2 separate regions of the Zea mays genome follow, and region 1 is linked to region 2. The links are chromatin contacts, called in public Hi-C maps. All regions are on one chromosome and are shown on one strand. The core of a region is the stretch at or near the end of the contact, and the rest is flanking DNA. Distances in the headings are between cores, read along the strand shown.

Region 1 (2,700 bases), core at 18-2,517, 110 kb after region 2:
CACAAAACACACATTAGTCACAATAATCTAGTGTAATCATTAACCATAGAAACCCAACTAGGGGACTAGATGTTTTCAACTGGACTTAATGATGTACAATACTTGGAGGGCTAAAGGGTGCGGTTACATGAAGGCGCTTGGAGGACCAAGCCATCAGTACATAAAACTTTGTTATACCGTTCCCAGTAGTTCACTCATATGGTCACCCGAAACACTATTTTGCATTGTAGACTACACTATTTGTAGAGTAGAGTTTGAATATGGGGATGAGGATGGATAAGCTGTTGGAGATAGTCTTATCAACCCTTTAAAAGCACTAGTATGTAGAATGTCAAGATCCACACTCAAAGGATAAAGTCATTCGATTGCCTTAACATTGATGTCCTTTAGGGGCTACTGTAGGTGATCCCTCACCGCGTAGAATATTGGCCCATAACCATTAGGGTGGGCCAAGGCTAGCAAAGACAAGGCCCAACCGAACTAGGGTACCTCACTAGACTTTATGTCCATGCAACCTAGTTCAAGAAGCTTGGGCGCCAACTTCTACAATATATAATAGCCATTATGTTATGATTTCCATGTGATCAACTAGGAAGCATATCCATAATCCGTTTGATATCTATGTAACCCTACCCCTTGAAGTATATAAGGTGAGGTAGGGAGTACCTAAAACTAGTATAAATCTATGTTTCATGTGCTACCATTTTGATTCTCTGTGCATGATACGCTGATCTTTATTTCCATGTTTAAAACTTTCGGTAAAGTCTATGCAATCTCGTGGGCCAAGGGTGGTGAAGGACAGACAGAAATGCTTGAACCAAAGGATCAAAAGGTTGAGGATGGTCCCAAGCCATGGGTGGCTAGCATTGGGCACATGAAAGGGAGATAATACATGGATGCTGATGATGCCATTGTGGAACCTTGAAAGCCCTATGCTTGGTTTGGCAATTGGGACATCTAGTGGACTAACCATCTCCTAAGGGTTGATTTAGTGACAAGGGGATCACGGGGGTTGGAGGGGATTGAGGGGGAAATGAACTAATTTCTCCCTCAATCCCCTCTAACCCCCTGTAATCCCCTTGTCATCAAATCAGCCCTAAGTGTGTGTGATGAGGCTTTTAAAGTGTCCAAATGCATATGCACCGGGTTCCAACGTTTTGGACACACAATTTTTCACTACTTGTTTATTTGGGCCGATCCTCATGTGGGTCAGCCCACGCGATTAGGAAAGCCCAGCTACATACTACCAACAGGACGCCTAGTTCCATCACGAAGTTCTTGGGCTGTTATGGGCATGAGCCCACAGGTTCTAATCCCCCCACCCCCAGCATTCGGCCTGCTAGAGCAACAACGTCTATTTCATCACACATGACTTGAGAACGTCTTATTTCTTTCCGTTCATCTGTTTGTAAAGACAGACAGGGACAGCACAGCAGCCTTCTTTCGCAGCTAGCTTGTTCATTGACACTGCTTCACAGGTAGAGGTAGCTTTAGAGAGATGGCAGTACTCTTCAACGCTCTGGTGCAGTTGCAAGGAGAGCTACCATACGACGACAAGAGGCAGCAGCCCAGCCTAGGCATGCACACACACCCGAGTCACCAGACAATAAGGCTTTTGCCCAAAAGTCTGAACCGCTTTTGTTCGTTCGTTCTTGTTCATGGTGTGCGATCGATGTGTATAGATGGACAGATGATGGCGTTGCTGCTCGGAGGAGGGACATATATATGGTGCCCTTTATATAGCAATAAAGTAGGATGGGAGGCAATAAAGGTGTAAATATGTGGATGGGTGATCGATGGCAAAGCCTGAAAAGGTACCTTTTAGACATCGTGTTGACTAGCGCTAGACATATACACTATATCCTTAGCCGCGAAGCTAGCCATATATGGTTAGCATTTTGCCCGGCAAGTTCATGTATTTGTAGTCCACAACGTACAATCTGAGATATAGGTGATGAGAGTCGCCATCTAAAGCTAGCTGTTGAGACCATGCTTCGTTGCCGAAGGTCATGCAGGAAGAAGCAACTTCGGCTGAAGCTGTTTGTACGAGATACCGAAGGATGCAGTTCATGAAGCTTCGGAAATGCAAACCGACTTAAAGATAGAATGACTCTTTAGCCCATAAGAGTTCGAGTCATTGTTGTAAACTTTTATGAGGGGTATGATTGTAATTCTTCACAGGCTGGGTCCTGTGTCTATAAATAGTGAACAGTATTTCTTTACTGTTCACGATTTTTCCGGTATTTGCTATCGCATCACTCGGGAATCAATCTTTGCCAAGGCAGAGGTATAATTGTATTCAACACTTAAATATAATGAATGGATAAAATATGGTTTATTTATGATTCATTTACCTTTGATGTTCTATATTTTATGTCATCTCTTAGAATTCAATTACGAAGATATGACCTTCGTAATTATATTGCTATCAACCTTCGTCCAAAGCCCATTATCCCCAAGGGAATAATGTTTCGTTGGACGAAGAACATTAACATTTAACATTTTATGTTGCCTTGTTCTTAATTCATAGCATTTGAGAACAAGTTCCCAACATTGGCGCCCACCTCCGGTGAACTCACTTCCACTTTTTTGAGCTGATGGCTTCGTTCAACGATCGAGCTGGAGCTGCTTCGGCTCCGAAGCTGATGCTCCCGATAACAGGTGGTTCGTGCTCAGAACCAGCTGTGGGGGATGGATATC
Region 2 (2,700 bases), core at 65-2,564:
GAGATATATTTAATCTGACCATCTAAAATTCCTCATGTCCACAGTAATAAAAACAGGACTGTGCAAAAGCCATTATGAGGGTCAGCAAAAAGTGCTGCCATCAACAGTGTAAAATGTGTAGTCCTGAAAAAAAAAGGAATATGTGCTATATGTAGTATGTATGAACAATCCAACACAAGAGTTTCATTTGACCATTAGGATAAGTTCTGTTAATGTGTATTTACAGGACACAATAGAAAATGTCAGTTAATGGATGATCTCGGCATTACACCAAAAACTTGTGCCACAAATAGGGTCATTCTATGTAAGAACCAATAGCCAATTACACAAATTGTTGGATGATTTACTCGATCAAGTACAACTAAAGTTCCAAACGTCCTTGCTCATCAATCAACATCAAACAGTGGTTCGGCTGCAGAGGGAAACACACGTTCCTGATTGTATGCACTTCCACAATTTCATTGCACGATATATGAAGGCAGAGAGGGCAGGCAGTCCTTTCAACCTGATCGCCCTCTGCAGGGGTGGCATCACCGCTCCCAGACCGTATAATGCCCTTCATTAAGCTCCCAGGTGTAAGCTTCTTCCTCCTGCAGTGCAACAGAAACATGGCGTGATCACAAGCAAGCAGCAGTAGTTCAACGAACGAAAGGAATGTCTGAATTGCAAAATTCTACAGCCGGATTAATAATGGAAACAAATACTAAGTCCCGCAATTCGACCCTGCATGCTTCGGAACCCCGAGGGGGCGAACTGGGACTGACCTCTTCTCGGCCTCCTCCTCCGCCGGTGACTTCTTCTTTACGGGCGGCGGGAGTTCCCCACCGCCGTCGCCGGCATCTTGGGCCATGGCCGAAGCTATAGCTTCCGGGCAGGTGCTCAACGGCCGCCGCGTCGGAACGGGGTAGGGAGAGAGGTAGGGCAAAGGAATACTTCGCTAATCAAGGCCGCTGTCCTGCGCGGGCGTAACTGCTGCTAATCAAGGCCGGGATGCGGAGCAGTTGCGGCAGTCGGTAGCAGCAGGCCAGCAGCCAGCACAGCGCCTTGGAGAGTTGGAGTTGGAAGAAGCGGGTGGTACGGGAATGGGATGGTGGACTCGCCGGTCCCCGCCTCTCCGGCGCCCGGCGGAGAGTCCAACGAAAGCATGTCGCTGGTACCTTCCTTTGACTTGGGCCTCGTGTTTCAATGGGCTGTGGCTCCATTGGGCTGCGAGCAGGCTGCCATATGCCCAGGCCGTTATCTCAGATGGGCCGTTGCACTTGCACGTCTCGCTCAGGCGCTCCTTATTAGCGGCCGCCAACTCGCCGGCGCTGCGTCCGCGTGCTGCGTCTTCACCAAGCTCCCGGTCGCCACCGCGCCTCTCGTGCGCGCGGCGGTCCGGCGTCGATGCTAAGCCCTTCCCGCTCCATCGCTTCCGCCTCTCGTGTAATTCTGAGTAAGGATTCATCCTTCGTTGGCTCTTCTCTGTCGGCAGTTTATTTTATGTTTTATGGGGCTATGGTGGTTCGGGGGGGATTTTGAACTGCACTTAGCTGTTCGAAGGAAGGGCCGACCGAATCAAACCGAAACCGCGTGGATTGATACAGGCCGATGGTAGCTATCTACTTTGGCATTCGATAGGAAATGGGAATCAGCAGTGCATATTGTTCCCTGTGATTTGGATGAGCAGTCATCAATGCAGGCGGTCTGTGTTCATCCTGTTTGTAAACAGCATCGGAGCTCCTGTGTGTAAGGCTGTAACATCTCTCTCCTGAAACTGGCAGAATGGACCAACCTCTCCATCTCGTGCACGTCAAGATTCTCGCCGCGGACCTTCTCTCCTTAACCGTACGGCACACCTCTCCGACGACGTTCCTCCGCTGCGGCCGTAGGGTTGCGCGTGCGGAGCTCGTCGGAGTCGTCGTCTCGCGTGACCGCAGGGAGAAGTTCCTCCGCTTCCTGGTCGACGACGGCACTGGGTGTGTGCCGTGCATCCTGTGGCTGAACCACCAGTACTTGAATGCTAGGACGTCCTCTGGGCCATCGTCAGACCATGATCCTACTGCAGAGATGGCGCTGAAAATGTCAGAGGAGGTGCGTCTAGGCACCCTCTTGAGGGTGCGAGGGAAGATCGCCTCGTATCGTGGTGCGATCCAGATTACTGTTAGAGATGTGGTTCCGGAGAAGGACCCGAATTCGGAGGTGCTGCATTGGTTGCAGTGTGTCCGCCTGGCCAAGGAGTGCTATGATCTGCCACCACGTTCTGCTCAAGGTCGCACTTGAATGGGGTTTACCATGTGTAGTTTGTACGAGTTTATCTATCTCTGCACTTGCTGGAGACAATCTCTTCTAAGGGGGGCTCTTAATTCTTTGCCATCTTTACGAAAACCACTTAATCACATGTTATTGATATGGTATTTTATATGCCACTCACCCCTGTAAAAGTGGCAAAATGTATTTAGTGTCTCTTCTTTTCCTACTAAAAAAATTATCCCATGCTCACGGGCTGCATAGGAAATGCTCAAGTATTAAAATCTATATGAAACGATATAGTGTTTTGTTTATGTAACCCATACGAAAACGCTGCTACCGCGCTTGTGTGCTCGCATGGAGCATGTAGGTTCTAGCATGGACGTGTAAGCAAGCATGCCGGGCAAATTATGCATGGACTTGAACGGAATTTGATCAAAACTATACATGTCAAAATACTTTGTCGCCAAA

What was found. A called contact is a pair of places that touch in the nucleus more often than the background predicts.
Region 1: a Hi-C map of leaf shows a contact between it and region 2, with 6 times the contacts expected there. The contact joins the enhancer-like site here to the promoter of LOC100285101 in region 2. A contact is called at or near these places in 4 of 25 Hi-C or Micro-C datasets (leaf and seedling).

What each region holds. Positions count from the first base shown.
Region 1 is chr9:133,431,309-133,434,008 of Zm-B73-REFERENCE-NAM-5.0, forward strand. No RefSeq gene overlaps it. Among protein-coding and RNA genes, the nearest start is that of LOC100501416, 33 kb to the right of the region's middle. Within about 2 kb of position 1,268, at least 17 of the 20 cell types and tissues checked have an H3K27ac peak or open chromatin away from gene starts, as enhancers often do. A contact at or near this core is called in leaf and seedling, where this site is marked.
Region 2 is chr9:133,316,925-133,319,624 of Zm-B73-REFERENCE-NAM-5.0, forward strand. It overlaps LOC100285101 (OB-fold nucleic acid binding domain containing protein), which reads left to right and starts at 1,315. Exons shown (of 2, transcript NM_001157996.2): 1 at 1,315-1,435; 2 at 1,764-2,459. The coding sequence starts at 1,765. The coding sequence ends at 2,262. LOC100282570 (peptidyl-prolyl isomerase PASTICCINO1) reads right to left here and starts at 1,108. Exons shown (of 20, transcript NM_001155478.2): 1 at 765-1,108; 2 at 506-590. The coding sequence starts at 850.